Linked DNA regions of Anas platyrhynchos: region 2 is linked to region 1. Evidence: chromatin contacts called from public Hi-C data. All regions are on one chromosome and are shown on one strand. Each heading gives the region's core, a stretch centred on a gene start, on an enhancer-like site or on the middle of the called end of the contact. The rest is flanking DNA. Distances are from core to core; before and after follow the strand shown. Region 1 overlaps KANSL1 (KAT8 regulatory NSL complex subunit 1). Region 2 overlaps CDC27 (cell division cycle 27).

Evidence for each region. A called contact is a pair of places that touch in the nucleus more often than the background predicts.
Region 2: a contact with region 1 is called in a Hi-C map of subcutaneous adipose tissue, with 3 times the contacts expected there. The contact joins two enhancer-like sites. A contact is called at or near these places in 4 of 8 Hi-C or Micro-C datasets (F1 follicle, liver, skeletal muscle and 1 more).

The regions. Positions count from the first base shown.
Region 1 is chr28:3,278,589-3,282,379 of IASCAAS_PekinDuck_T2T, forward strand. It overlaps KANSL1 (KAT8 regulatory NSL complex subunit 1), which reads right to left. Exons shown (of 15, transcript XM_072028706.1): 8 at 2,930-3,095. Among named protein-coding and RNA genes, the nearest start is that of MAPT, 59 kb to the left of the region's middle. Within about 2 kb of position 1,898, at least 3 of the 8 cell types and tissues checked have an H3K27ac peak or open chromatin away from gene starts, as enhancers often do.
Region 2 is chr28:3,368,071-3,371,861 of IASCAAS_PekinDuck_T2T, forward strand. It overlaps CDC27 (cell division cycle 27), which reads right to left. Exons shown (of 19, transcript XM_027445265.3): 15 at 3,513-3,630; 16 at 2,573-2,701; 17 at 1,508-1,582. Among named protein-coding and RNA genes, the nearest start is that of KANSL1, 12 kb to the left of the region's middle. Within about 2 kb of position 2,066, at least 1 of the 8 cell types and tissues checked has an H3K27ac peak or open chromatin away from gene starts, as enhancers often do.

The DNA.
Region 1 (3,791 bases), core at 648-3,147:
CCCATCTGATCACCAAACGCTGGTGCTGTGCATCCCTCTGCCGGGCCCCAGCTCTCTTCTGTGCGCCCAGGGGCCAAAATCCCAGCCTGGAAAAGCATTAAAACCTTTCAGGTTAACAAATTCACATCTCGGTAGTTCTCTTATCTTCTCCAACCACCCCTAAGATCTCTGTATATCAGCACGAGGTTTGGCATCCCACCCATCGCTCTCCTTCTGAGCTGTCCTGACAGCTCAGTGCTGGCTCCGGCTGCTGAAACCAGGAGCGAGAAGCACGGAGATGAGCACGAGCAGTAAAACATCCCTCCCCTAGGTCTCAACGCAACATTTTCAGGGGGATTTTGAAGCAACCCTGCTCGGAGATGAACCTTCCCAGGCCCTGCAGCAGGAATAAAGCTCCCTGCGAGGCCTACAGAGGGGACACGGCAGTGCTCACGAGCTGCCCTGCGATTTGGGAAGTCCATCTCGATAACCTCAGAGGGCAACCTGAAGGGATTGAAGCCCTGCCGATAGGCTCGATGGCTGATATTTGAACCCCTTCACCATTTCCCAATAGGTCCAGGGACTGGAAAGCCCCAGCAGAGCTGGGACAGGCAAACAGGACAGCGGGAGCTGGCAGAGCTCGGGCTGGAGCCCGCTGTTATTAATAGGGGGAACCTGACCCTCAGGAAAAAGCCAGGACAGCTGCGTTTAACAGGCTTTGACAGCTACAGCTCTGGTTTGGCCCCATCTGTTTGGGAAGGAGAGGTGATCACGGTGTGACAGCAGCTCTTTGGCCACCACTGCTGTGTGCAGAGACACGTCCCGAAGAGAAGAGAGGGCTCAAACCCTTTGATTATGCAGCCAGCAAGGTTCCAGAGCAGGATGCTGCAGCCTTTGGGAAAATGGCCTCTTTGCCAACCTTTTGCTTTCTCCTGGAAATTCACTCCCTCCACAGCAGCTCACATGTCTGTGGCAGGACGGGCCAGGTTGGGAGGGAGGAGAAAAAGGAAGGCAAAGCAGAAAAATGAGTAATCTGCTGTGTTTTTTCCTCTGCCCTGCCGCCAGTGCTGGTTGCAGCGGAGCCCGCGCAGCGCCGGCGCCGCTCCTCCTGCAGCGCGCTGCAGCCTGCCCAAGGACCGGCAGATGGCAACCGCGCCGAGCCCGCGCGCCGCGGCTCCCATCCTTCCCACCAAGGTTATTACATCATCTGAAAATTCCCAGCTAGAAATCAGCCGAAGCAGAGAGAAAAAAAAAAAAAAAGAGCAAAGGGAAGGGGAAAAAGCGCTCGCAGAGCGGGTTAAAAGGCACCGAGCCTCCCCGCCCGCCTGCCTGCCAGGAGAATGAAAGGAGCTTTTTCCTCCTGCAGTGCTCCTGGAGGTTTTGCCCTTGGCAAACTGCACCGGAGAGCCCTGGCTGCTGGAGGAGCCCCAGGGACATGGGCTCAAAGCAAAAGGCAGCACATGCTCCCAGCTCGTCGGACCGATTGCTCTCCGGGTGAGCCCCCAAAATCCACACGCGGGAGCGCCGGCAGCAAACAGCGCTGCCACTTGGCGGGGAGACAACTTCAGGCTGAGCGCTTCCCTTGCTTTGCTGTGTGCCTCGCTGGGAAGGTACCCCCAGCCCCAAAAAGCAACCCTAGCAAAACTCTACGAGGCACTAGGGAATAATCCAAGTGACTCCATCCCCGGCTCCGGGTGGGGGGCAGAGGAGGTGCTTCTGTGCAGACCCCTGAAGCTTTAAACACCCTAGTTTTAAACACAAAGTTTTTAATCTCATGCATGAAGCCAGAAGAGATCTTTCATCATGTGAGCTGGCTGCGGCTGACCCTAATAAAATGGATGAGGCTCTGCTGGTGGCCGTGATGCAATGGTTTGTAACAGGGCTGCTCGCCGCCCCACGGGGTGTCACATCCAGCACTCCGGGCAGAGGATTACTGGTGCTGCGCCGCAGGAGGTCAGCACATTCAATTCCTGTAGCATTCCTTAACACAGGGATGTTTCTTAAGGATGGGTGGGGATTTAGTTTTTAAAAATAGCCCAAATTTGTTTTTTTAAGTCTGCTTTAAACACAGGGCTCCTGAAAGATGCCAGATTAATTGTTCCCAGACATGCCATGCATTTCCTACTGTTGCACAAAGTTTGCACAAAGCTGGAATTTAGCTCTGCGCACACCAGCCCCGTGTCTTAACCCAGACCAAGCACTTCTCATCACCAGCAGCAGGAGCGTGCAGCTCCCTCCGTGCGGTGCCAGCGGTGTCTTACACCCCGAGCCTCTCCTAGCAAGCAAAGCGACTGCTGTGACGTTTAATTCCTGGCTCTCCTGATAGAAGTGCCAGTTTGCAGCCCTGTATTCTGGGATCAGAGGGAAAAGATGACAGGAGGACACCAATTTCCTGCAGGGCAGTTGTTTTTGGTCAAAGCAGTAGCTTGTTTTTAAGTCGGGAGCTTAGGAAGCAGAAGACCCTGGAAACTACAACTACCACAGCGCTGGGAGAAGTCCCCACGCACCGAGTGTGAATGCCCCACAGCCAGGGGTGGTGAATTACTCCTCTCAACGATGACTAACCTTGAAACCAGAACGCAGGGAAATGAGCATCCTAATGGGAACATCCCTTCTTGTACCCTCTGACCCAGCTCAGCTCATTTACAATTCCATACAAGGTCAAAGAAGTTTTCTGTGACTTCAACCAATCCACAAGTAATTTTACACAGATGAATAAATTCTGCAGAAGCCAATATTTCTCAACTGGTTTGTAATGACACCAGCCCGAGGGCCAGGTCCCAGCATGGACTCGCAGGCTCCAGTAAGCGCTCTGCCCCTAAAACCACTTGCAGACGAAGGAGCTCGGTCTTAACAGCGCCCAGCAGCTCTGCGATTCCTCGGGGTGAAGCCCTGCACATCCCACGTCTCCCATTTCGGGCCCCGGTTGTCCTGTGGGTGCCGTGCTTACCATCTGGGAATGATAGAACAGGATGGATGCAGGAGTCCAGCTGGGAGAGGCGCTCCAGCAGAGGGGCATCGTACTGGATTTCCAGAGTCGTCGAGCTCCGGGTGCCACACAGAGCGCACGAGGGGTTCACGTCGCAGCTACATCGCACCAGGCTGTTACGGTGGACCTGGGAAGGGGACAGGAATTCAGACTATCAGAGGTCATGTTTCTAAGGGCTCTGTTCACACGTTCCCCCTTGACAGCTCATGAAAAAAGTCCTCAAGGCTCAAGGTTTTTTGTAACACCCTGCAGAAAACCCACTGGCTTAGCCCAGACTCGGACGGACACTTTTACAAACCTGAGAACTGCAACTCTCCTGCACAGCTGAACATCTAGTAGGTTTGATTAAAAGAGTTTATCTATGTTGAAGAACTCATTTAGAAAACCATGAGGCAGCAGAATTTCATTGTCAGAGAGGAAAAACGCCTTTTTCTAGTTCAGACAAGTCAGAGAGCCATCGTTACGCCAAGAGCTGGCACCTACAGGGATGTCTTTACGGAGTGAGGAGTTTTTCCTCTTGTTTTTTAACCAAGACAGACTTCCAATTCAGATTTATAGACCTCAGACTTCCTTTCCATGAAACCACCATGGCACGGATGCACAACTGGATGTAAAACCCATACAGAGACAGTTACCAATGAGTCCCTGTCAGAATGTAAGGATGCTTCAAATTGGATCCTGTAAAAGCCCGGTCTGAGTCTAGCATTATTCAAATAATTTCCACTAATGACTTGAATGATGGAAGAGAGAATATCCTGAAGGCTCTGAAGGGCTGCGAGCACCTTGAAGGAAAGAGCTGCAATCCCAGGCACGGTTACAAATT
Region 2 (3,791 bases), core at 816-3,315, 90 kb after region 1:
AGGATTAAAGGATTAAAAGAAATTAGCTGCTGACAGATTCAACAACATAAGAAAGTGTCTCTTCAGATATAATTTATGCTTTGCAACTCTGGCAGCAAGGTGGTATAAAAGCTTTTAGCGTATGTGTTTTGTGTTGCCTCCCTCCTCTTCTCCAATTTCTACAGTCATTGTAATCCCGAATCTACTACTTGCTCAGGAAAAGCCCAAAGTCTCAGCCTTCTATTGTCAGAGACAGAGAGAAGTCTGGTGAAGCAATCACCACACGCATACAGTGACCTTATATTCTTCCCTACAGGAGGTTGGGGAGACACCAATATTAAGCACTACCCAGCCTGTCCTGCTAAACTGAATGGGAACATTTTCACAACAGTACGTTACCAAATCCAGTATATATTTTAATATATTTTTAACTTCAGAGCAAGTTTACCATGATAAAGAATCGCTCTTTACCATTAAGGGTAGGCAAAAATGTAATTTATCTGTATTAAGATTTAAGCAGCAAAAGTTCAAGTTCGTCAAGATGTGGCAACTAATACCAATTTAGAGGTCCAGCTACTCCTGGATAAACACCAGTCACAAAATTTCAGCACAAATCCTTTTACTCCTCTCTAGTTCAAAAGAAGTCTCATTGATTAAGAGTTACCCAGTACTGTGAAAGAGACTAACTTGCCTTGTTGCTTCCTAATGACCACCCACAGAAGAAAAAAATTGCAAAACTTAAAGCACGTTAGCCAAAGAAGATCGGTGAGGAAGAACTTGTACCAGATTACTTTTCTCTGGCATTAAACAAAAAAAGTTGGAATGTGAATACAGTTGATGGACTAGTAGCATCTTTTCCTGTGTTAGCCCTGTCCTGAATAAAGACTTCTCGCTTTCCAAGCTTATAGCTTTCTACAATTCTTTTGGGAAAGCCATCAACTGAATGAGACACTGAAGCTACTGATGGAGACTTAAATACTCCAAAAATTCAACATTCAACATTTCTGATATGACATATTGGAGTGTGATTCAATATTTTAATAGCTTCATGTCCAAAAAAACATGTCTGGCTGATAGAAATTCTTAATTTTGAGGGATAGACCATTTCCATTGCTGCTATAACACTGGATCAACTCTTAATGGAGTTCCATTTTCAAGGAAAAATACACAACTATTCATAACCAGTACATCTTTTTTTACAGTGAATTATCTCAAAGATCTATTTCTCAGTTTCTAAAACAAATTTTCAGGTTGACAGTAGTGAATCAAAGGCGGCTCAGAACAACAGGGGACAGTTATTTTTTCTTGGTTTTAAAAATACCTTGAGGCTGCTCCTGTCTTCTGCATTTAAAAGCTGATAAAGCTGTGAGTTTATATGCAGTAAGTCTTATTTAAAGCTTTGGGAATTTTTAGAATACTGCCCCAAATGGAAGCAGCTTAGTGACAGGCATCAAATTTTCTCATTAAGCATACATTTCTGCAATGAAGGAAAGCAAAGTACTTACGAACACAGTTAAGTTCCACCTACCTTTCCTATTAAAAAGTAAACAAGAGACTCTTTGGGAACAATCTGTTTCAGTTCTTCAAGTTCTTGTAAAGCAGACTGAAAAGGAAGAGAAAAAGATTAAGTACAAGCTAGCAGTCTGCAACCAGTTACAGCTTCACTAAAGTGCATTTTAATGCTGACGAGAACCCTGGCATTTACATACAGTATACTCCACCAAGAACAACAGTACAGGAATCTAAGGCTTCTTTTACATTATTTCCTCATGTAAATAATGTATGATATTATAGCACAGTTATAGCAACAGAGAAAGTCTGTTGGGCTTTGGTCTCCTAGAAAAATACTCAATATTCTTCTGCTCCCATATTTATCCTCTGCTTTTAATTTTTAAAAATCAATCTACAAATAGCACTTCAGTAATTCCTTAACCTTAATACTTCTTATGTTTAACTGGTTACATTATGAATTCTCAACACAAGTTCTAAGTAAAGTTTTCCCTTTACATATGTACACACACTTCTGAAGCAAGGTTTCAGAAGCCAGACTGCAGCTTGTATTCTGTGGCCAAGAAAAACAGGCCAGAGGACAAGAGTCACTGGAAAGACAGACTGTGGGAAGATAGTCTCCAATCATAAATAGGGTACAAGTCAGCAAGGGATCACACAAATTATTTGGCTTCCTATTTTTTACTTGATAATACAGCCTTTCAAATGGCTAGTTCTTATTGCTATAATCTGTTGTGGGGCTGTTTGCTGAGCCAATTTTTAGTAGTTTAACAGAAATTCATGATAGCACAGCCCCATCTTGGTGACAGCTGCAATAACATCTCCTTTTTTCAGGGAGAGACTAAAATATTAATTTAAAAAGGTACCTGTTGGCTTCAGGTTTTATGACAATCAAAAAATTTAACATATTGCAAAGGTGGCACTTGCCAAAGCAGGTGCTTTATGCTAGACTCCACAGGGTAGGTCAATCTTCCTGCTCATGCTGCAAGCCTTGATGTTACCAGTTCACATTCAGCCACCAGTGTATCCCCATTCATAGCAATTTCAAGATAATTTAAGGTTGTCTATGTGTACCAAATCTTACCTTGTACTTTTCATTTGCAAATAATACAGAAGCTCTATGGAATTTGCATAGCGGGTTCTTGGGGTCAATGTTAATAGCTTTGTTTAGGGTATCCAAAGCCTTTTCAGATTTTTTCAGTGCATGCTGGACCTATTACAGAACGGAAGGAAAACCTTAAAAAGGGAAAATGGCCAAACAGACTTGTCTGGCAGGTAAGTTATACTTGCTTCTAAGATATATTTGCTTACAATATGTTTCCAAAAAAAAAAAAAGTAGTCCAATTCCAGACCAAGTCTTAAGAAAGCAAGCTTTACTTCTCCTTATCACCACTTCAAAACACCATCCATCCACTGGCTGATAGAAATCATCTAGTCTTTGGCCAGGAGTAAGCTCAATGCCATTCTCAGTGCTTAAGTGGTAAGAATCCTACTGTTCCTACAGACCCTGACAACTTTGCTGCTGCATAACAGGTGAGTGAATGCCAGCAGGTTACCTGTTCATGTTTGCACAGCCTTTTGTTGCCATCACTAACATCTGAGAACTGCTTTATCACATTTGCTGGAGTGAGGCTTATGGCTGAGGTACTGCTTTACGTACCACAGTGGCAGATGGACAAACGACCAGCTTTCCAGATCGCCCTGCAAATTCAATATGCTGTTCCCATGAATAACTGCACATGGGCTTGACTTTCATACCACTAGTAACTTGGCTTACTCATATACACAGCCTGATAGTATATTTCATTACTGGCTAAAAACAACTGGGGGTGAGGAGAGAGGAGGGTGTATTTCCTTCACACATTAATCCCATGGCTATTGATCCATATGGCACTTAAGATCCTGTAAGAGGTACTCTGAGCTTTTACTTTTGTGCTTAAAACAAGTTTAGTAGGACTACTGCAAGCAAAGTACAGAGGCAGATTAAAACCTAACAAGGAGAGAGCTGAGTACAGACTACTTACTACTCCAATGTGGCACAGTAAGACTGAGCTCTGAGGATTGATATCAAGTGCTTTCTGGAAATGCATTTCTGCTAGACTGAATTTTTCCTGTTTGTAATAAATCATTCCCAACCCATACCTGCAAACAGAAAAATAATTTTGTTAAGTAAGACTGCATTCTGAGCACACTGATAATATATTCACTGACAAAAGTTAGTTAATATAGACTTGCCACTCCACCAAGGGTAAGAAGTGACTCTTTATAGGAAAAAGCTATGACTAAAGTTACTTTTCTCTTGA